Linked DNA regions of Mus musculus: all the other regions are linked to region 2. The links are chromatin contacts, called in public Hi-C, capture Hi-C and promoter capture Hi-C maps. All regions are on one chromosome and are shown on one strand. Each heading gives the region's core, a stretch centred on a gene start, on an enhancer-like site or on the middle of the called end of the contact. The rest is flanking DNA. Distances are from core to core; before and after follow the strand shown. Region 1 holds the start of Mgat5b (mannoside acetylglucosaminyltransferase 5, isoenzyme B). Region 2 holds the start of Tmc6 (transmembrane channel-like gene family 6). Region 3 holds the start of C1qtnf1 (C1q and tumor necrosis factor related protein 1). Region 4 overlaps Sec14l1 (SEC14-like lipid binding 1). Region 5 has its middle 30 kb from the start of Gm39478.

Evidence for each region. Promoter capture Hi-C pulls out the DNA fragments that hold promoters and counts their contacts. A called contact is a pair of places that touch in the nucleus more often than the background predicts. Capture Hi-C pulls out chosen DNA fragments and counts their contacts.
Region 1: a capture Hi-C map of macrophages shows a contact between it and region 2, with 6 times the contacts expected there. The contact joins the promoter of Mgat5b here to the promoter of Tmc6 in region 2.
Region 3: a promoter capture Hi-C map of liver shows a contact between it and region 2. The contact joins the promoter of C1qtnf1 here to the promoter of Tmc6 in region 2.
Region 4: a promoter capture Hi-C map of embryonic stem cells shows a contact between it and region 2, with 3 times the contacts expected there. The contact joins the enhancer-like site here to the promoter of Tmc6 in region 2. A contact is called at or near these places in 2 of 39 promoter capture datasets (cranial neural crest and embryonic stem cells), 1 of 484 Hi-C or Micro-C datasets (embryonic stem cells), 1 of 115 datasets of contacts at active chromatin or transcription factors (pancreatic cancer cells) and 1 of 9 other capture datasets (embryonic stem cells).
Region 5: a contact with region 2 is called in a Hi-C map of uterus, with 4 times the contacts expected there. The contact joins the enhancer-like site here to the promoter of Tmc6 in region 2. A contact is called at or near these places in 4 of 39 promoter capture datasets (cranial neural crest, embryonic stem cells and neural stem cells), 1 of 484 Hi-C or Micro-C datasets (uterus), 10 of 115 datasets of contacts at active chromatin or transcription factors (T-cell acute lymphoblastic leukemia, embryonic basal ganglia, embryonic forebrain and 7 more) and 2 of 9 other capture datasets (embryonic stem cells and pancreatic islet).

What each region holds. Positions count from the first base shown.
Region 1 is chr11:116,916,818-116,921,082 of GRCm38.p6, forward strand. Mgat5b (mannoside acetylglucosaminyltransferase 5, isoenzyme B) reads left to right here and starts at 2,046. Exons shown (of 18, transcript NM_172948.3): 1 at 2,046-2,726. The coding sequence starts at 2,659.
Region 2 is chr11:117,778,650-117,782,898 of GRCm38.p6, forward strand. It overlaps Tmc6 (transmembrane channel-like gene family 6), which reads right to left and starts at 2,043. Exons shown (of 20, transcript NM_145439.3): 1 at 1,887-2,043; 2 at 514-642; 3 at 284-399; 4 at 56-151. The coding sequence starts at 569. It overlaps Tmc8 (transmembrane channel-like gene family 8), which reads left to right and starts at 3,648. Exons shown (of 16, transcript NM_181856.2): 1 at 3,648-3,759. Gm11723 (a long non-coding RNA gene) reads right to left here. Exons shown (of 3, transcript XR_003949820.1): 3 at 4,006-4,249.
Region 3 is chr11:118,425,889-118,430,404 of GRCm38.p6, forward strand. C1qtnf1 (C1q and tumor necrosis factor related protein 1) reads left to right here and starts at 2,569. Exons shown (of 4, transcript NM_001204129.1): 1 at 2,569-2,680. It overlaps Gm35598 (a long non-coding RNA gene), which reads right to left and starts at 2,473. Exons shown (of 3, transcript XR_880340.2): 1 at 2,246-2,473.
Region 4 is chr11:117,154,782-117,159,071 of GRCm38.p6, forward strand. Sec14l1 (SEC14-like lipid binding 1) reads left to right here. Exons shown (of 16, transcript NM_001166506.2): 14 at 439-690; 15 at 1,580-1,758; 16 at 2,020-4,290. The coding sequence ends at 2,125. Among named protein-coding and RNA genes, the nearest start is that of Sec14l1, 42 kb to the left of the region's middle. Within about 2 kb of position 2,175, at least 57 of the 459 cell types and tissues checked have an H3K27ac peak or open chromatin away from gene starts, as enhancers often do. A contact at or near this core is called in embryonic stem cells, where this site is marked.
Region 5 is chr11:117,234,209-117,238,740 of GRCm38.p6, forward strand. It overlaps a transcript of Septin9 not described here. Among named protein-coding and RNA genes, the nearest start is that of Gm39478, 30 kb to the right of the region's middle. Within about 2 kb of position 1,408, at least 80 of the 459 cell types and tissues checked have an H3K27ac peak or open chromatin away from gene starts, as enhancers often do. A contact at or near this core is called in pancreatic cancer cells and uterus, where this site is marked.

The DNA.
Region 1 (4,265 bases), core at 796-3,295, 860 kb before region 2:
TTGAAGGAAGGCCATTTCCCCAGATGGTACACTGCAGTCATACCTACTAGGGCAGACAACCCTCAGGGATGTCAGAGAGGCATAAACAACCCCCCTTGAGCTTGGGGAGATGGGAGGTGTCAGGTCAGAAGAGACATTCTTTTGTGTGTGTGTGTGTCATGTGTGCATGTGTGAGGTCACATGTATGCCATGATGCAAGTGTGAAAGTCAGGGGATGTGAGAGAGTGGGCTCTTTTCTTCTACCTTGTAGGTCCTGAGGTCACCAGTCTCCCCATGCTGAGCCATCTCTCAGCATGCTCAGCATCTCTCATCTCTCTGGACCACATTCAAAGTTCTTGACTTTGAAGAGCCAGCAGAGCCTTCGTGGTCTTAAGACGTTCAGGCTGGATCAGCACTACCCAAAACCAGACAGGCACGACTCTGGTCAGGAAGTGCCCCAAAGCCTTGGGTACCGAGTATAAGACAGTCTGTGATGGTGAGTCTCCTCCCCAGCTCAGGAGAAAGCCCTTTGCTCTGGCTAGTTTTTCGTTGTTATTGTTGTTGACACAAGCAGGACTTACCAGTTTAGAAACTGTCTTCTATCATAGCGGTCTACAGGCAAGCCTGTGGGCATGTTCTTGATTAATAATGTAGGAGGTCCCAACTCACTGTGCTGGTGCCGCCCTGGGCAGGTGGTTCTGGGTGGTGTAGAAAGCAGACGGGAGCCTTGGAGAGCAAGTCTGTAAGCAGCACTCCCCCACGGCCTTTGCACACACCCACCCACACACACCCCCACAGTCTCTCTGTCAGCTCCCGCCTTCAGGTTCCTGCCTTGTGTTTCTGCCCTGACTTCCCTTCATGATTGACTGCCAGGGGAAAGTGTTAGCCAAGCATAGCCTCTCTTCCCAAGTTGCTTTTGGTCAGGATATTTATCTCGGCAACAGAAACCTAATTAGGACACCCGTGTTTTCTTCCATCTTAACCTGGTTCCATCCAAGCACCCTGGCATCCCCAGGCCCTTTGCAGCTTTCTCTGCCTCCCTTGAGCCTTTCCTTACCAGCGGTGACTGCTTTGTCTGCTTCTCCACCAGCGTTCACCTGTTACCTAGTTGCCTTACTCCCGCCAACGAGAAAACAGGCGATAAATTGGTGTTGGCGAATTGATGTGTTCGCTCGCTCGCTAGGTAGCACATTTGCATTGAGCAAGGGCAGTCTGACCGTGCCTCAGTGAAAGAGTGACGGATGGAGGAGGGAAATTCGGGCACTCCAGCCAGCTGGCTAAGGAAATGTCTGAGGGCGATGGGGTCTCTGCTGGGCCTCTAAATCATGCATCTTGTCTGGGTGCCTCCAGCTGCCACAAGCCTGGGTGATAATTTCATTCCTGGCTGTCAAGACCAAACTCACATCAACTCTAAGTGAGGAAGTGACAGGACAGTACACACACACACACACACACACACACACACACACGCAGGGATGGTGTGCGCAGGGCTCAACAATGCTAAAATTTAAGCCTGTGGGTTTGGGAATTGACTTTAAAGAGCCTTGGTGAGCTTTTTGGTCATTAGTTGTATACTAGAAAGCCCGTTAACTCAGTGATTGAGAGGGTCCAAGGCTAGACCTCAGGCATACAGCTGACGGCTCCTGGCATGAATGCCACAGCCCCAGTTTATTATAGGCAAGTGAGAAGTGGGAGGACTCGGGGAGTTTCTCAGGGTGGGTGGGTGTTGCCGAGAGAATCAGCGGGTGAGAAGCCATAGGTACGGAAGCTCTTGGGGGTGGTAGTGGTGGCTCGTGCTCTGCAGGAGAGACAAGGGTCCCCTCTCCGCGCCCCATCTCCCCTGCGCGATGCAGTTACCGGAGCAGCCTCGGCTCTCCGGTCTGCTGGATGCCCTAGGAAGTTGCATGGTCCAGGGAGGGGCGCAGAGCCATGGCTCCCGCGCTCGCGTCCCCCTCCTCCTCGCACAGCCCGGGGAGGGAGCGCAGCGAGACTGCGGCCACCAGATGGCGCTCAGGCGCCGAGGAAACGCGAGGCCGCTCCCGGGCCGCCTCCTCAGAGGGAACAATGCGGCGCCTCGGGTTGTAGCGCCGCGCGGGAGCCCGGAGCCCGGAGCGCGGGTGGCCGAGCGACCGAGCGGGCGAGCGGGCGGGCGAGGACGAAGGCAGGCGAGCGCGCAGCCGTTCCTTCCCAAAGCCATGGGCGCGGCGCTGCGCGCGGCTGCAGAGCGGCGCGGCCGGAAGGTGCGGGGGGCCGGGGTGCGGGCCTGGGGCCGCCTCTAGCCGGCTCTGAGGGCGCGGGCCCCGGGAATGAGGGCGCCCGCCGCGGGAAGCCCGTTTGCGCGCCGCGGCGCCGTCCCGCCCAGCCAGCGAGCCTAGCAGGCAGACGCGCGGCCGGCGATCTGGGGGCGCGCCGCCTCGCCTTCCCCAAAATGTGAATCGGGGAGGGCGGAGACGCAGAGAGCGCCCGGCCCCAAGCTCTCGCCGAACCCCTGCCCTGCGCGCCCAGGCCGCGCCGTGCCCCGCGCGGGGCTGCAGAGCCACCGTGCCCCGCGCTCCCTCGGTGCTGCGACCCCCCGGCTTCGGCCCGCAGCGGCTTCGTGGTTCCCGAGGCGGTCAGAGCCGGGCCCAGGACGGTGCGTCCGGCCTCGCCCCCGGCTTCTCGCCCAGACAAGTTTGAACAATGATCACAGTCAACCCAGATGGGAAGATAATGGTCAGAAGATGCCTGGTCACCCTGAGACCCTTTCGGTAAAGTTCTCTACTGGTTGGCGCAGGGAGGTCAAGACCTCCCCAAGGGGACTCATGGTGGAGCTGGGCGAGGTCGGTCCCCTCAGGGGGTGCGAGTTCGGGTGGCAAAGGAGGTTCGCGAGTCTATTCTCGATGAGGGCCATGGGGATGGGAAGACGGAATTAGATAGGGTTGGGGTATGTGTGTGTGTGGGGGGGTGCGGGTCTGGATCTTTCTTGAGTTGACCAAGATTGGAACGATATCAGGTATAGAGAGGTGAGCATGGAGTCAGAAAACACCAAGATCAAGGTCCTGGGCTCCAAAGTGGCCCCAGCCAGCAAGTCCCTTTCCTGCCCCTTGCGGTCTTTTTCATCTCTTGTCGGTCCTATCTGAGCTGCGAAGTTACTGTGGGGTGCCTAGGAAGCACCCCTGGTGTCCCGCCTGTCTCCTAGGTCGGCCCGCCCATCCTCTGCCTAGTTCATCCCCCTTCCTCTCCCCCTCCCTCCCCCTGCATCTCACTCATCTTCCTGGTGGGGGACAAACCTGGGTCTGACAGGAACGTCCCCAAGATTGGGGCAAGGACCCCCTTCTGCTAGGGATTCACTCCCAATCGCGGATCTCCAACAGACTAGATAGGCATAGCAGGTGCATGGAACACCTCCCTCCCTCCCTCCCTCCCTCCCTCCCTCCCTCCCTCCCTTCCCGTGGACAGTCCTGGCCAGGCAGGGGTGCAGTTTGTGAGAGACTCGCTAAGACCTGTTGGTCCAAGAAGGGACCCCACTTCCTTCCCCCAGACTCCAGCAGAGCTAGGCCCCGAGGCCAGACTAGGGGAGAGGGTGTCTGGGAGGCCTGAAGTACTGCCTTGTTTGGCAGCTGGGCTTCAGAAGACACAGAGGGAGAGATGGGCACCGTTGTGGGGGTGGGACTCGGGACTAGGCCACAGGTGGAGTCCGATCATAAACCTTAAGGCAGGTGCTGGCTTTTCTCCCAGGTTCTGGGTTGATCCCCGGTACCTCCAGACAACCTCCTGTACCCAGCTGGGTTGGGGCTGAGGTGATGTGGCCCACCTGCCTCTTGCCATCAGCATGCTGGGCCAGTTCTGTGGGGGCTGAGATGGCAGCCTCTGGGGACAGCAGCAGTCAGGTTGTCTGTGTGAATGCAAAGGTCTGTAGAGCCGGAGGACTGAGGGCAGGGTTTTGAAGTGTCTCAGAAATCCCTGGCCTAAGATGCCCAGGGAAAGACTCTGGCTTTTCCAGAGCTATACTGGATTCCTGCAACTTGAGAGGGTTCTGGCTGGTCCCAAATCCCTAGTCAGCTTTGTAGCCCGCTGGAACCCCCCCCCCTTACCTCCCCCCCTCCCCCGTTTCTGAAGTCAGGACCTGGTGTAATGACTGCAAGCAGCGGTCTCCAGCACCACAGACAGCGCCCTCAGCCCTAAGCCCGCCCTGAGCCCGCTTTCCCTCCTGTGTGCCTGAAGACAGGATTCCCAGATCAGTTGCCACTCACTCCCAACCCTTTAACTTCACCTCCTGTCTAGGCTGGTGGAGACCCTTAGCAACC
Region 2 (4,249 bases), core at 793-3,292:
TTCACAGACCCCAGCTGGGGTGAAGGCCAGCACAAGGACAAAGGACCCGGCTCACCAATGGTACGGCTGGGCATGCTGGCCAGGATGCGGAGAGTGGCCGAGCTAAGGGCAGGAGCACCTTCAAGTCCTGGGAGGGTCTGGTCACCTCTGCCTAGGGATGAAAAGACGCTGTGGTTCAGCTGTTCTACCTAGCCCACCCCACCCAATCCACTCTTGTAACAAACGACAGCAGATATTCCCAGGTCCTCCACCACACCTGGTCAGAGGGCAGGCCTGGGCTTACCTAGACCCAAGGGCAGTAGCTCCAGCCCCTCCTCCGCCACCCGAAGGCTTTGCTCTTGAATGAGCTGGTGGAAGGAGTCATGGACTTCACTTTCTTCATAGGGGCTGGGCTCCAGGCTACGAGGGAGGAGTGAGTGTGGGAATCCAAACTCAGGCCCGCCCACTTGCAGAATGATTTGCACCAAGGGGTAACACAAATACATTGCAGGCCACCGGCACCAGGGCACTTACCCTTCGTCTCCCGTGGTCTCCGGGACATCGAGGGCTAAAGCCAGTGACTGAGCCATGGCTGTGCTATACCCTGCAGACCTAGGGGAGCTCAGAGACTGGACGCAGCCTGTGGAACCCCATACAGCCCATCTGTTGAGACAAAACCAGCTTTCAATGCTTGGGGGCCATACTTTAGGCACAGACACACATTACAGGAATCCCCACCCTGTACCCCATCCACAGCTAAATTCACAGTTAAAACAAGTGGGCCCAAACATTCCCACCATGACCGGCTGTGGGGGAGTGACGAAAACAGGAAGGAAGGGTGAGGCCGCGGCTCCTCCATTGGTTTCCTAGATGTTGCTAGTACTGGGGGAAAAAGGAGAGGCCTGTAAACACTACCCGTTTCTGGTCTGTTCCCAGGCGAGGGCCCTAGAGCTTCATCATTTTTAGAGCAGCGGCTGAAAGGCTCCGAGGACTTCCCTGTGCCCGCCCTATGACCCCAATGTGCTTTCACCAGCAGGAAGTGCGACCAGGCAGCCGCAAAGTCCTGCCCCCAGCACCGGAGGCAGCGTCCACACACTGGACTCCTCGCGTCCTCCGGAGGCTGACTCCCTACATTCCCAACTCAGCTGAAGGCTGGAGAGAGAAGCTGAGCTGACACAAGCACCCTTTGTCCAGCTCTGTCACCGGGCACAGTTACAACCAGATCGTTGTTAGGGGCTTATTGTTCTCCTGGCCCAGGGCCCTGAGGGAAAGCGCGACGGAAAGAGCAGTCAATCACTTGACTCCTGCAAGATCGCCCTCCAGAAGGCAAGCCCCCGCCCCGCCATGTCCGCCGGTCCTCCCTGCCTTCGCCTAGGGAAGTTTTCTGGAGCTCCCCCGACGGCCAAGAGCCCCACGCAACCCGGACTGGCACCCGGCACGCCCCCGCCTGCGCTGCAGTGGAGCACTGCAGGGAGAGGCCAGGCTGGAGCCGGCGGGAGGTGGCACCGCCCGGGTGGAAAGCAGCCAGGAGAGGTGGTGCCCTTTTAGTTCCAGGGTCCTTTCCCTGGCCACAGTACTTCTCAGGCTCAAGGCCCCGGGCGGGCCCACACCTCTTCTCCTCAGTAGTCTGGGTGCTCCGGAGGCTACGGGCCGGGGCTCCGGATCTGCCTGGGTTCCTGATCTTCAGGTCCTCCTGGGACCAGCCAGGTGTGCGCTGTTCCGGGGCGCACCATCCTGCACCCTGAGCCAGATGGGGAGAGGCCGGGAGCGGCAGTTTCCAGAAACCCGCACCCAAGCTGTCAACTACCTGGCGATAGCAACCGCCCCTACACCGCAGTTGCGCCCCAGCACCAGGGTCCCAGCGCCCCTCTGGGTAGAGGAGCCCCATTCTCCCCAGATTGGCTCACCTGTGCGCGCACCCGCCGCGGGGAACCGAGGTCTCAGCCCCACCAGCAGGAGAATCAGCACACAGTAATTAAGGGTACATAGTTTTGATGGTTTCCAGACTGGCAGCTGGAGGTAGCCTCACCGCCCGCCCACGTGGCACCGGGCCCCAAAGGTCACGTGACTCGTTCCTGCCTACCGGTAGGACCCGCCCATCCAAAACAGTGCCCTGTGCAAGCCAGCCTCAGACTCCACCCCAGCACTCCACCCTCAAGTCTGAGTAAAGTAGGCGTGTCCCACCCACTATTTGGATGTATACAACCCCTAGGTGGAGTCACTAATATTCCTCTTGAGTTTCTAAAGAGGGACGGCATTTCCACGTCCCGGGGTCACTTACCAGTCCCTAGCCTTCCCACGCGGGATTGAGTAATCGCCTCCTCCCAGCCTGGTTAACTGTTCTTTATCAGAGGCTGAGCAAACGAGTTACTGCCCGCTCCGCCCTGGGCGTGGTGTCTGTTTCTAAAGCTAGGGTTAAACTGCTTCCTGCTGTGCCAAGACAGTCAAAGACCTTTCTATTTCACAGATGAGGAAATTGAACCCGAGAAAGTGTCACCAGCCTCCAGGTGTCACCAGCTGGAGCAAGGAACCTGGCCACCAAGATGCTCCATAGAACCGCTTCCCCCAAGTTACAGACAGGGTGACCGGTGACCGTGAGAAGTAGAAGGGAAAAACAAGTCCCCTCCTACACACGAAGGTTAACAGACCCCAGGAAACGTGTGGGATACCGGAAGGAGATGAAGCCTGAGGGGGGAGGGCGACGCTTCTTCGCAGCTGTCTCTCCGTGCCTGGGTGGGTTTACCAAGCGGCGCCTTGGCACCGGAAGTCTTGGTCTGCAGACCCAGCCCTCCTCAGCCCCTAGTTGACTCCTTGCTCTTACTCTGAATTTTGCACGACTTTGGCCCAATTTGAAAGCCATTTCCTGGGGCGCCTTCCTGTGTGAACTTGTTGGGAGTACAGAGCCTGTGGGCAGGGACACAGGCGGAGACTCAGAATCCAGAGCTGAGACAACAAGGTTTTAAAAGAGGTGAACAGGGAGGAAAGGCTAGGGCTCCCAGAACTGGGAACTGGCCAAGATGACTCCTAAAGGTCTAGTCAGTGGATGACGAGTGACGTGCTTGAAGAAGCTGCTTCCTCAGCTCTTAGGTTGGGCTTGGTGCCAGAGCCTGGCCAGGGCATAGCAACAGGGAGGGCAGTGCCTGCCCTTAAGGCGGTCAGTTCAAAAATAACCTGCCAGCCAGTCATAGTGACACAGGCCTTTCTTTAATCCCAGCCTTGGGCAAGTGTCTCTGTGAGTTCAAGGCCAGCCTGCTCTACATGATGAATTCCAAGACAATCAGAGTTACACAGTGAGACCCTGTCTTGAAATAGAACAAAAAGCAAAGAACAAAGCGCCAGGGATCCGGAGAGGCAGCAGCTCCAGTGCTGAGACCATCCACCCATCACTAGCCTGCTCTCTGGGGCGACTGCGGACCGCAGATAAGGGTCCCCGCACCAGGACACGCCTAAGGGCTGGCGGCCAGGAAGGGGGCTTGCAGGAGTGGGAGCACAGAAAAGCAGGTCGGCCTGGTGCCACCCGCGCCTCTCACCTGTGCCCGTGACCCTCCAGGTCGGGAAGTGCACGCAGAGGCAGAGGAAACTGTGAGGAAGGAAGGCGGGAGTGGGTGGAGGGGAGGAGACGCGGTGGGCCCCCACCCCCGGGGTTCCTGTCACGTGACCCCCACCCCACTCCCTCACCACCCTGCCTGGTGTGTCAAGAGCTGGTCTTAGGAGGGGGCTCTTCGGGGAGCTTGGTCCCTTGCCTCTTTGTGAGCTGCTTGCCTTGTGACAATAAGGACGGTGAGAGGGGGAAGAAGGCCAGGGCTATTGCTTCCTTCCGGATGGTTTGGGGGGGGGGGTGTCTTTTCTTTTCTCATGATTGGGGATGTAGCCACGCCTTCTATTCTGGGTCCCTTGAGAAGACCAGAGCAGACCCAGCCTGGACAAAACACACAGAATGGGGCGGGCAGTGACGGTGCTCGCCTTTAATCCCAGCACTTGGGAGTCAGAGACAAGCAGATTTCTGAGTTCAAGGCCAGCCTGGTCTACAGAGTGAATTCTAGGACAGCCAGGGCTACACAGAGAAACCCTGTCTCAAAAAAACAAAACAAACACACACAGAGAGAACGGAGCCCTAGTACATCCAGAGCTGGGGTGTTGCAGGAAGCTAAATTCTAGGAGCTGTCGGGGGTTCGGGACAGGAGTGACCTCCCAAAAGCCAATCAGCACATGGGAAAAGATTGTGTTTTTCTAAAGCGTAAGGTAAGGTTTAGGACAGACAGCCTTTGCC
Region 3 (4,516 bases), core at 1,319-3,818, 650 kb after region 2:
ACATAAACTTAATAGTACAATGTGACTTGAACTGTCCTGAAACCACATGACCTTCATGTATTGCCCTGAAGAATGGTCAGGGCTGCTCCAGGTCCCCTGCATTAGCCGCTTTCTGGGAAATCTCCATCTCACTCTGGTTCATCTGGCCCAGTTGATTCCAGATTAGAGACACCGAGTCCAGCTTGGCTTTGTCCATGAGGCACCAATCCTGTGAGTTTGGAAACCAGTTGGGTGGATGCAGAACTTCCTGTTGGAATGAGCCAGCTGCGGAGTTGACCATCATCTGGTGAATCTCTAAACCTTTCTTCTGCTTTTGACCCCCAGGTTGGCATCTCAGAATTACATTAGAGAGTGCTGCTTTCCCAACCTCCATCCTAAATCCATCTTGGGTGTGTGTGTCCCTCTCCTGAGTCACATGCCCAACTGTATGAATCCTGCTGTACTGCTCTGAGCCAGGTTTTCACTAAGCTGAGTCTTCTGGGTGGGACCATGATAAAAAGCAATGCTGCATTCTCTCCTCACAAGATTTCCAAGACTCTTTGTTGACCCTGCAGCAGCCCTGGACAGGGGGTGTGGGGTTAAGGGTCCCTCTTGCTTCTGCTGCCTGCTCTCCCTGGCATCTCTACTGTGAAAGATGTTGGGGACAGAGAGACAAGGGACAGGCTGGGTCCATGTGCTGGGTGGGAAGCGGCATGTCACTTACAGGAATGAGGGGAATCTTGTCTTTGCCTTTTCCTATATAGATAACCAAGGATGCAATTTGCTCAGTCTTAGATATTTGCCAAGCAACAGGAACTCTCCTCAGGGCTGCTAGGTTGGGGCTGGCCACATCTCTGGTGGAACACATCTATGTATTCTTGAAGGCGTCCTTAAGTGCTCCGCCGGGTACCAGAGGGCCAGCAATGTCTTTCCTTCTCATGAGTTGGCACTTGGATTTGGAATTTCTGGAGAAGCCTGTGGGAATTCACAGACTTCTGCCTGACGTCAAATCCTCCCTCTTCTCCTTCCATCCTGGGCCATTCTGGGATTTGACGTCTGCCTTTCTATGCCCAGCCTTGGGAGGAGATGATGGGGGCACTGGCTTGCACCCCTTCTCTTCCCCTTTCGATTCTGTTGGCCCTTCTTTATGCTGGCACAGCAAAGAGTAGAAAAGTGCAGCCTGTTTGTTTTGCCTGGGCTATCCCAAACCAGCATCTCCTGCCTAGAGAGAGGAGGGAGGAAAGGAGGGGTGGGAGGGGGAGGAAGGGTGGGGAGGGGAGGCAGAGAGGGGAAGGAAAGAGGGAGGGAGAAAAAGAGGAGAGAGGAAGGGGTAAAGGGAGAAAAATGGAGAGAGGGAGAGAAGGGGAAGGGAGAAGGGGGGGAGATGGGGGGAGAGAAAGAGGGAGGAGGGAGAAAGGGGGAGAGGGAGGAGAAAAGAAAGGGGAGAGGAAGAGGGGGAGAAGGGGGGAGAGAGGGGGAGAGGGAGGGGGAGGGAGAAGGCGCTCTCAGAGTCTGATGTCACCAGGGTAGTTTCATATCTCAGTTCAGATCCTCTCTCTTTTAGAGTTGTAATAAGATCCCAGAGCAAGCTTTCTGACTCAGTGTTTGGGGATGGAGGCTAGGAGGGACTGATCTGTAGAAGCCTGGGACATGATCCCCACAGGAGGAGACTCACGAGGGCATGTGTGTAAGATTAAGGAATGTCCAGAGCAGAGTGCTGGCCCAGCACCACACTCCAGGGCTTCACTGGAGGACCTGGACCCTCCAGATGCTGCCTGCCCACCTTTGCCTCATAGGGTTCTCTAGACTCTTAGCAACTGAGTGATCCCCTTCCAATACATACTTGCATGAACACACAACCTGCCATTTTGCTACAAAGGAATCATGGATACCAAATTTACCCTCGGTCCCTGGAGTACAAGTAGCCCTGATGGCAAGGGTCTCAGATGGGACCACTGCTGGGACTCACACACCTAAATCAATGCTCCTACCACCAATTGAGATTCTCTGCCTTTTTGCAGGTCTCTGTCCTGCATGGAATATCCTCGTCCTGGGCTCACAGCCACCTTCACATCTGGAAAGACCTCTAGATAAACAGAAGCGTCCACCTCCATCCCCTTCTAGCCTGTGCCAGCTCCCTGGGGCGTCCAGAAGTAGGGACAGCCAGTCAGCCAGCCAGCCAGCCGGGCACACACACAGTTAATTCTTGGCGGCTGCTGTTTGGATAGAAAGCACTAGGAGCGGTCTAGGCTCCTCCACAACTCACATCTGGCTGGGGTTGGCGCTTTGTATTGGTCCCTCTTTCTTCCTCTCTTCCTCTACTTCTGAGAGAAACCACGTTTCCGTTTCTGGCCAAAGAGACCTTGGAGGCAGCTGAGGAGATAAAGGTGTTGGGACTGCTGTGCCTTGCACCTCCCCCTTTCCTCCTCCTTAAGTGTTTCCCCCTGGGGGACTTTTTTCTCCCTCGGGCTCTCTCTCTCTCTCTCTCTCTCTCTCTCTCTCTCTCTCTCTCTCTCTCTCTCTCTCTCTCTCTCTCTCTCTCCCTCCCTCCCTCTCTCTCTCTCTGCTTTGACACGTCTGTGCTTCCCCTCCTGACCTAGCCTAGAAGGCTCAGCCCCTGGGAGATGCTCTAAGAGACGCCTCCCCGAGAGCCCTGAGAGGCTGGAGGATTTCATTGCACAGCCGGCTCAGCTGGAAGGAGGTAGGTGGCTTGGACAGACCGGGAAGGACTCCCATGCCTCTGAGCTCCGTCTTCGTGGCTTCATCTGGGTGCCCAGGCGTGACTGAGTAGACGCTTTCTCTGGAGTGAGATGTGATGTGGACTTACAGCAAAGGGGCAGACAGAGCAGGGCAGAAGTTTTGGGGACAGCATTGAGTTATTCTTGCTAATTCCCCCTGCACAGATTGGCTGTGCAGAGAGGCAGCTTGTTGGGGCTCCCTGGAGCGTGCAGGGGGCGGGCTCTTTAGCGGGTAGGATGCTGACAGGACCAACTATGCATTCTTCCACTGTTTTGTGGGGTGTCTCTCTTTTACCCGGATGCTCTTTAGAGGGTGTGGAAGGAGAAAGAGCAGCTCTGTTCCCAGCTTGTGCCACCCCATGCCTGTCCGTATCACCTGGGACAGCTAGGATCAGGTCTGTCCCATCTGTCAGTGGTCAGCTGGAACCCCAACACTGAACAGGAAGTGTGGACTCTGGCCCCTTCTTCTAACAGCCTCGCTGTTCCTGGAGGACATCCAGTTTGGGCAGGAAAAAACAAATATCCCTTCTCCTTGGACCTTCCTGGGAAGGAAAAAAGCTGCCTATGGTGCTAAGAGTAGCCCTGAGCTAGGGCTGGCTGCAGACTCTAAGATGCCCCAGGACCTTTGTTCAGCCTGTGTCCACCTAGACTCACAAGTCTGGGCATCTCTGTGGGTGAAGATGTAACTTACAGGTTAACCTGAGTCCCACCCCATCTATTCATGCACCCACCCAGGCTGCTCCCTGCCCTGGAGAGCCTCCTCCCATCCAGCTACTCCTGGCTCCACCCTTGTCTCTGGGAAGGGTGAGAGGGAGCTGCCTCTCCGACTCCTTCTGTTCCTGTGACCTGTTTCTTGGAATGGAGACCACAGAACATGATTCTTCAGCTTTGACAACAGGGTTCGGCATGTGGATCAGACGCAGGGTGTGTAGTGCCTAGCGTGTGAAAGGTCAGGGGTTGCTTCTCCAGTACTGGAAACAGCCACAACCAAATACCAACTTTAATTTTCACGGAATATGTTGGCTCAAGACTGTGAGGCAGAAAGGCTGCGGCTAGCCTGAGCCTAGCCTGAGCCATCCTGAGCCAGACAGCATGGTCTGACAGAGACCATGAGTGAGATGCAGTTTCAAAGTAACCAAAGGAAAATAGAGTGAGATGCAGTTTCAAAGTAACCAAAGGAAAATAGAGTGAGATGCAGTTTCAAAGTAACCAAATGAAAAGGAAAACAACAATGAAAAAAAAAAAAAAAGGAAAAACTGAGAAATGTCATTGGGATCCCCCTGGGAGTGAGTGACGTCCTTAGAAACTGCCGACTCTGCTTTTTATAGTGCAACAACTGTGTGCTGCCTGCACAGGAGTGTGAGAGGAGTTGTGTATTCTCTACCAGGCCCCTCCAGTGCTCACTGGAGAGGAGGGAAACCTGCAGAGGGAACCAGAGGGCTGAGAACAAGGGAACCTCGGTGCCCCCTGTGTCTCACAGCTCTGCCTAAGGACCTACCTGGCCCAGGCCCTGCAGCCTACCAGGAAGCATCCCAGCTAAATAGTGTCTTCCCTCCCCGGGGCTCAACTTGGATTCTCTGCCCAGGCAGGAGACACCAAGCTTTTGAACTGTCCCATCTTATTTCCTAGAAACTCACACTCCCTGCTTGCCCCCCACTGCGGAGAACTCAAAATAGATGTTCTGAGGTTCATGGATAGCCAGGAGCCCCTCCCCCTGGGAGGAGGCAGGCCCTACCGGCTGTCCTGTCCTGGAGGGTGAAGGCAGTGACTGCTCATTCCTGGCTGTAACCTCCCTATTC
Region 4 (4,290 bases), core at 925-3,424, 620 kb before region 2:
GCATCCCTGGCAGTCACCCCAGGTCACAGCTGATCTCACCACCCACTTGTGTGCGTCCGTTCCCCTCAGCACCTTGTGTGGCAGCTAGCACTGCACTCTGCACTCTGCCCACCCTTCAGTTTGCCGCCTTGGTGCTCCCAGCCTGAGGCAGTTCACTGAGTCTCCCGTCCATGCTTTTTTGATTTGTTGGGAAGTAAGGAGGCTCTCCGGTTGCTAGCGGTCAGGAACACTGCTTGATAGAGTGCTGGATACGTTGGCAGGTGGGCATCTAGATGACTGAGTGACCTGTGGCGAAGAGACGCGCCCATGTGATCTCTCCTACTCTCTGCCAGCTCACACATCTGAGCCAGAGAGCCCCCAGAGAGCCCATTCCTGCCCCAGCGCTCGCTGCCAGGCCCCGTGCCTCAGATTGGTTGCTGAGCGGATCTCTTTCTCCAGATTCTCATTCAGATTGTGGACGCCTCCTCAGTGATCACCTGGGATTTTGATGTGTGCAAAGGGGACATCGTCTTTAACATTTATCACTCCAAGAGGTCTCCCCAGCCACCCAAGAAGGACTCGCTAGGGGCTCACAGCATCACTTCCCCAGGAGGCAACAACGTGCAGCTGATAGACAAAGTCTGGCAGCTGGGCCGGGACTATAGCATGGTGGAGTCTCCTCTAATCTGCAAAGAAGGAGAGAGCGTGCAGGTAAGCCTGCCAGCCAGCACTGCTGCAGACTCTGTCCTGAGAAGGCGGTAGCTGGCCCTCTAGCCCATGTGGCTTCTGCCACCAGAATGGCACAGGTGGTCTGCCTAGTGCCAGAAAGACTCAGGATGCCCCAGGGCACAGAGGAAGGAGAGGCACGAGACCTTAGTAAAGTGTGGGTTTCCCCAGAAGTGCACATGCACCCAAGTGCCAGGTGACAGGGAACTAGGCTTTGCCTCCAGAGGGAAGTCACACAGACAGAAGCAAGAGGGGAACGTGCAGAGGGCACTGTCAGCTCTTGCTAAAACCCATGACATCTCTATACTGCGAGGGTTCCTGTTGGCCCTGTGGCTCTCTCTGTATGCTGGTGCTGGCTCACCTCTGGCACTGAATGCCCACTTACTTCTTTTCCTCCTGCAATGCCTCTGACCACACAGTGGCTGCCCGCTGTCCTCCAGCTGAGGTTTTCAGAAGCCAGCTGCCAGTGCATGCGGTCTGTGATGCAGTGTAAAGGGAGTCTTCCCATCGTAAAAGCTGGCTCTGCCTCTGAATCATTAAACCAGAATGGAAGAAGTCATTGGAACAGATTGCCCCTGTGTGCTAGGAAGGTGACAGGAGTGGCAGAGAAGCTGTTCCCTGACCTAGCTGTCTCTGTCAGAGAGACAGGCCCTTCTGACAGCTCCCACCTGGCCAGGCACTTTCAGCCTGGTACTCTCTAGAGGTTGCAGGTTGCTGAGGGTGGTAGACAAGGTGCATGCTGCCTTCCTAACACCTGACAGACCATCGCATAGGCTGCCTCAGTGGGTGGAAGGGCATCCATCATTAGGCTGTTGGCTCAGGACACCCCTCCCCTTGGTGGAATGTCCTGAGTTGCTGCTGTTCACTGTTGCAGGGGTCCCATGTGACCAGGTGGCCAGGCTTCTACATCCTACAGTGGAAATTCCACACCATGCCAGCATGTGCTGCCACCAACCTACCCCGAGTGGACGACGTGCTGGCCTCCCTGCAGGTCTCCTCCCACAAGTGCAAAGTCATGTACTACACAGAAGTGATCGGCTCTGAAGATTTCAGGTTTGTGCCTGAGAGGGAGGCTCTGGCAGCAGGGACTACTTGTTCACTGCCTGCAGCTCTCCATAGGAAAGGGAGTGTAGCACTTGCTAAGTGCAGTGTCACCCGAGGGGCAAACTACGGATTCCTCCATTGATTCTCATGTCCTGTCCCAACTTTACAAGGGCCGACGGAGGGGGGGGGGGGGGGAGCAGATAGAGATGCTCGCTTGGGGCGGCTCAGAGCAGCTCCTCACTCCTGGTTCTTTGTTGATTACATCTGCAGAGGCTCCATGACCAGCCTGGAATCTAGCCACAGCGGGTTCTCACAGCTCAGTGCCGCCACCACCTCCTCCAGCCAGTCGCAATCCAGCTCCATGATTTCCAGGTAGTGCCGCGAAGCCTGCGCCTGCGCGGAGGGCGGGCGCCCCGGCTGCTGTGCTCCGCCCACCCCAGGATGTGCAGACTCCGCCCACCCCTGGATGTGCAGACTCCTCCCTCTAGATAGCAGCTAGATCTGCAGATGGTCACTAGTCACCTGGTCCCCAGACCATCCTGAGAGGTAGTTTTAACTCTACCCCTAACTTTAACTCAATAGCCATAGATTTTGTATACAGCGTGCACAAAATCAAACCAGAGCACAAGGGCTCTCGAAAGAAAAGTAGTTTATCTACAGTAAGAGACTGACTGGTCTCAGTTGTCGATGCAAAAAATGTTACCAACAAACTCCACCTTGTCCACTAGTGAATGACTTGTGTGACACCCTGCAGAGACTCGCCACCTCCTCCTCCACGGAACCGAAGCTGCAGCAGGCAGCCCTTAAGCTGCAGCGGAGTCCTCTCGGCTCCCTGTTAGTGGAGGTGGCCTGTGGATCCAGAACAGCTCTTGAGGTCCCTTTCCGCTAAGGACTTGGCAGCCTGAGGAGCACCCAGTGCTGGGTCAGAGCCAGCCTGATCCCGAGCAGACACTGCAGCCCAGGAGGGGCTGCCAGGGCTCCTCGTGAATCCTGACAACACCGCCATCATTAAACATTGCTTTCTCTTTCCTCCTCTTCAAATCTTTTGATATTTTTCAGAGCAAAATTTTTCTGTCCGTGAACTTGGTGGAGGGGATGGGGAGGATTCTTTCCCTCTGCTGAGTGCTGCCTTTCCTTCTGCAGGAGGCGGCTCTGTGCCCGTAGCACCCAGGGTCCTCAGTCCTCTCAGAACCCAGGGTCCTCAGTCCTCCCAAAACCCAGGGTTCTCAGCCCTTAGCACCCAGGGTACTCAGTCCTCCCAAAACCCAGGGTTCTCAGCCCTTAGCACCCAGGGTACTCAGTCCTCCCAGCAGCACCCAGAGTCCTCAGTCTTCCTAGCACCCAGGATCCTCAGTCCTAGCACCCAGGGTCCTCAGCTCTCAGCAGGGTGTTTGGAAGCAGTAGGTCACACTTGCCTTTAGAAGTGTGGCAGTGCAAACTCTAGCAATGCTCTCCAGGGGGGTGCATGGCTTGCAGTGGCCTTCGGCATGTGGGTGGATGCTGGGTATGTGTGTAGGTGTTGTGTGTGTGCATGAGGGAGTGGGGTGTAGCTGGGGAGGGGCTGCAGATCTGCACTTGTTCTTCTGCGTTTCATAGAAGCAGGTCAGAGGCTGGGGCTAGTTTGCCTTTTTTCTTCTTTCTTTTTTTTCCCCTGATCTTGACTCCCCAGAGCCTGCTGTTGGAGCAGATCCTTGCTTTACGGCTTTTATGGGGAAAGCATGCTTCTTAGCGAACTGTCTAGAAGTTGCAGGTGGCTGATCTCCAGAGGAGGGGGGCCCAGGATCTACTTGTGTGTGTGTGGTAACAGTGTCTAAAGATGTGTGCCAAATCCGAGTGGCCATGAGAGTGTATGGCGGGAGTGGATGCCTGTGTAGACGCTGCTCTGAGGCTCTGGGTGGCTGGCTGTGCGGTGAGAGCTATGGAGAGGCTGTGGCATGTCAGCAAGCATGAGGAGAGCCGACACAGCAGCCTGGCTTGGCCGATGAGCCCCCTGGCTCCTGGCACCCTGAGCCGTGCTTGAGCCTCTGTTTGGTGGCCTTTCTGGCCCACTGCCATGCCTTTCCTGTCTGTGGGAGCGCTTGTACACAGCACAGCAGGGCTGTAGCTACCGCGTCCATGCTGCTTCCAGTCAGGGCTTCCCAGCTCCGAGTGAAAGGACCTGAAGATGCCCCTGCTCTTTCTCTCTTCTCTCTCCCTTCCCCTCTCCCTTTCTCCATGTCCCAGATGGCGATTTTGCTGACATCCTCCAAGAAAGCGCTTCACTCGACAGCCCACATGTGCCCAGAGATGTTTGTAGACCTATCTGAGTCGCAGCCATGTCCCAGGCTGAAGAGCTGTTCCCCTTAAGTCCATGCCGAAGAGGCACTGTTGAACCCCCCAGAGCTGAGAGCATCTTTAAGAGCTCAAAGCACACAACTGCACACTCACAGGCCCTCAGCTTCCCCGAGCCACAGGGCACTGGCTGCCCTGTAAGGGGAGGCTGGCTACGAGGTGACCGTGTGGCTCGCACACGGGGCTGCTCCTCCCAGTGCCCAGCACCTC
Region 5 (4,532 bases), core at 158-2,657, 550 kb before region 2:
GCATGACAGGGCCCAGCCCAGGTAGGTGACAGCAGGGTATTTGAGAGGCTCGCATGAGGGAGAGGTGGTTCCCTTGAGACTCAAGGGTGGAAGCTTGGAGATTCACAGGCTGACCAGAGAACAAAGCAGCCTTTGAGAGCCCTGGATCCTGGCCTTCACCACCCGACCCTCACTGGTGCCCTTAGCCAAGGACAGCGCAGCACCGGACCAGAGCGAGACCTTCTCCTTTTGTTTGTTTTGAGGCAGGTTACCTGGCCCCAATTTCACTGTGTAGTCCTGGATGGTATTGAACTCCCAATCCTGCTGCCTCTATGGTCAGGTTGCTGGGATTACAAACCTGCCGCAGGTTTATGTGATGCTGGGAATGGACCAGGGTACTGTGCCAGGGCCATACACTCTACCAGTGAGCTACATCCTCACGTGGTGCCTTCTCTTAGGATGGGTCACGGCCAAAGACCAGTCCTCCCCTCCCCCTCTTTTTTTTTGGGGGGGCTGTGAATGGAATCCAGGGCCTCAGTTGTGCCTGGAGGTGCTGTACAGTTGCAGTTCTCCCCGACATTTACATTTTCTTTTTTTCATTTTGAGGTGTCGTCTTGCTATGTGTCCCTGGTTGATCTCAAACTCAGGATTACCCTACTTCAGCCTCCTGAGTAACTGGATCTGGGCACAGGCCACCATGCTAGGCATGACTGTCGCTCTAGGAACCCTTCATTTGGATGTATTTTTACAAAAGTTTTCTTAACCAAAACTCAGCCGTAAATGGCCAGACTAGGACAGAAGAGGAAAACCCCCACCCCTCCTCCAGCCTGGTCTTCACCCAGTTGATTAATTAGGGTCAGTTGGAGCCCTAATCCTAACCCCAGTCCCCGGGGAAGTCAGGCTCTTGCCCTGTCCCTGCAGGGTGGCCTTGAGCAGATTACTTTGTGGCTTGCCCTCAGTTTCCTTATCTGTAGAGTGAGACTGAGTCCCTCCCCTTGGTGGGCTTCTGAGGTTTTGGTGTGCACTTGGCTGGCTCCCCGTTTCCAGCTGGCTGTGCTGTATCCTGCCATTCTGTCTCAGTGTCAGATGCTATGAAAGCTGCCTCCTTCCATCCCTGCTTCCACGCTGGGAGGCTGTGGGCCAGGGCACTCCAGTGGATGGAGACCTGGCTGGCTGGATGCCCCAAGGACTGGTGGCTGAAGCCGGTCCAGCCCTGCTGCCCAGGAGGTGTGGTCAAGGGTGTGGTCTTGCCCTGGTTGGGGCCATGGGACCTTCTAGCCGCAGGGAAGAGGTTCAGGGCTTGAGTGGGCATCCTTAGCTCTGCCCTGTCCTTTCTTTTCCTTTCCGCTCCCCCTCCCACCTTGTGGGGCTGGCCCGGGGTCCTCTCAGAGATTTCCCCAGGCAAATGCTTCAGGCTCCTCAGCAGGGCTGGCATGAGTCACTGAGCAGAGACAGGCCCCAGAGGCACGGGATGCTGCGTTCTCAGCCAAGGGTCGGCGTGGTTTCTCTTTTCAGTCTTCTGGATTGGCTTTGTGGCTCTTAGAAATTAAGCAGTTTTATCTTGTTCCAAGCGCTTGTGTTTCAGCACGGGGTGGGGAGAAAGAGAGAGAGAGAGAGAGAGAGAGAGAGAGGCTGACTCTCTAAAAGGGAGCTTTCTACTCAGCCAGGGGACAAGGAGAGGACAGGGAGGGTGAGAAAGGCTAGGCCAATGGGGCAGTCACAGACAGGGATCATGGGAGACACTGCCCAGTAAGGAATCCACACATGGCTCTCTGCAAGGGTCCAACTGCCCTGGCATTGGATGTATGCTCCTGGCTGGGGTCTGGTTTGTGTAGTGAGACACCAGGGTCCCAGGTCTTCTCTGCCACGGGGCAGGCAGACAACCGGGGCTCTCTGGAGGCTCACTGCCCCATTCAGTCCTCTCATCTCCCACCTCTGGGCTGGCCGCAGAGCCTCTGGCGGGCTCCAGCTGTGACTGATGGATTGCTGTGACTTTGCTTAGCTCTGCAGGTCAGAAATCAGAAGCAGAACGAGCTGGGCAGGGCTAGCTCCTTCTGAAGCTCCAAGCAGCTCTTGGCCCAATGCTTTCCCAGCTCCTGGTGGCTCCAGCAGCGTCGGCTTTCTTGGCTTCTGCCTCTGCTGTCTCGTGACCGGCTTCTCTCAGATCTCCCTCTGCCTTTCTAAAAATGAGGATATTTAAGGCCTCTGGGCAGCTGGGATGATCACAACTTAAGCCACCACATTCTATCCACAAAAAGCCTTTCCTTTTTTTTTTTTCCTTTCAAGAAAAAAAAAAAAAAGAGTCTATCTGTGTTTGTGTACATTTGCCCTGACACGTGTGGAGGTCAGAGGACAACTTGAAGAAATCTGTTCTCTGTTTCCATCATTTGGGTGCAGAAACAGAATTCACGTCATCAGGCTTAGTGACAAGCACCTTTACCAGTTGAGCCATATAGCTTGCCCAAGAGCCTTTTCTCCCAGACACTGCTCTCTGTGTTGGGGGGGGATAGACGTATGGGGTGGTAGGGGTATGGGGATATGGGGTGTGAGAGTACCAGAGTAAGAGTCTGGGGTGGTAGGCGTTTGTGGGGGACACCATTCTCCCTGTGTAGCTGGTGTTGGGCTGGTTATAAGACTAGTAATAGTTGAGGTGGCCTTGAACCCCTGATGGTCCTGCCTCCGCCTATCAAGTGCTGGGATTACAGGTGTGTGCCTTCACACCAGGCTCTGCCCATTTTTGAGTCAAGTTGCTTTGTTATTGAGTTGAGGGAGCTCTTTATATATGCTGGTTATTAGATCCTTATTTGATCTATCCTGTCGGTACTTTCTCCTGCTCCGTGGACAGTTGTTACCCTCACAGCACCCGCCTGGGTTTGAAGCTTACAATGAAGAGTGGAGAATAGCACACCACCTGGCCACTTGATTCCTTCAGCATTGCCTGTCACATGGGTTTGAGCAGGAGATGTGGTGTCTGTATGTGTGTGTGTGCGCACATGTAGAAGCCAGTGGACAGCCTTGGCTATTGTTCTTCAGGCACCACCCACCACATGTTTTGAGACAGAGTCGCTTAACAGCCTGGAGCTTGTTGTGTAGGCCAGGTGGCCATCGAGCTCTGAGGACCCACCTGGGCTGAAACTGCACACGTCACCATACCAGGCTCTTTACCAGGGTTCTGAGATTTTGAACTCGGGTCATCCTGTTTGCAAGACATTGCTGACCGAGCTCCCCAGGCTGCGGTGGTGTGTGTTTATGGGGAGTTATTAGAAGCTCCTACAACTGAGGGGTGGACTGACTTGGGGGCTTGAACAGCCAGAGAAAACCAACAGTTCAAAAGCCATGGGCAGAGAGGACCTCAAAAACAAAGGCTCTGACGTTAGAGCCAAGGAGGGTGTGAGTGGAGAGGGGTGCTGTGGAAATGGGTGGGAAAGAAATGGCCTCTGACTCTGTTCTGTTTGCCCCATGCTCATCCTGGGAAGCCCTCAGTCTGGACTTGGATAAGGCCAGCCGGTGTCCTAGGCGACGGTCTCTCCAGTTCAGGGCTCCCAGCCACGTGTGTGTTGACATGTGTGGTGTATGTCACAGGACATAGCTATCAATAATGAAGAGAGTACTCCAGGACCTGAGAGATGGCTCAGCAGTTAAGGCTCTTGCAGGGGACCCAGTTTTCATCCCCAGCACCCACATGGCAGCTCACAACCATCTGTAACTCTAATGATTCCTCCTGGCTTCTGAGGGTACCAGACAGACACACACCATGCACAGACATTCATGCAAACAAAAAGAAGAAGAAGAAGAAGAAGAAGAAGAAGAAGAAGAAGAAGAAGAAGAAGAAGAAGAAGAAGAAGAAGAAGAAGAAGAAGGTATACCTTACAGATTCAGGGTTCTGCCTGGTGTCCCAGCCCAAGGTGGCGAGAAAGGGTTGGGGATTGGTGTCCTGCCTGGAGAGGGTAGCCTTGGTCTGCGTTTGTGACCTGTGTTGGTGGGCAAGGACCATCCTCAAGGACCTGGATAGTCACTGTGGACGTGGTGGGTGTGTTCTATAGACAGGCAAAGCCTATTGATCAACACTGTCTATTTGCAGGGTGTTGGTGGCCCAGCAAGGGCTAACTCTCTACTTGCAGGAAATAGAGAGGCAGCTGCAGGGATCTTTTTGTCCAGCAGGGGGCGGTGCAAGCTCTTAAAAGCCCATGTACTTGGGTATTGCTTTCCTTGGCTCTGCAGAAGGGCTGCATGCTGCTGCAGAGCTGCCAGTACAACTTGATTAGGCTGAAGGGGAGGGAAGCGGCAAGAGGAGACCCTCAGGAAATAATAAGAAGGAGCCACTGAATTCCAATCCCAGCCTATGGCACCCGGGGGAGGAGGCTGGTGCCCCCTGACTCTTTCTGTACTGTATTTTCCTAGGTTTTGTTTGAAGTGTTTCAATCTCTCAAGTTTTTCCAGCCCACTTGTGTGTGTGTGTGTGTGTGTGTGTGTGTGTGTGTGTGTGTGTGTGGTCAGTGAGCGGGCGTGGAGGTCAACGTTGTCTTCCGGTATTGTTTATTACCTTGGTTTTC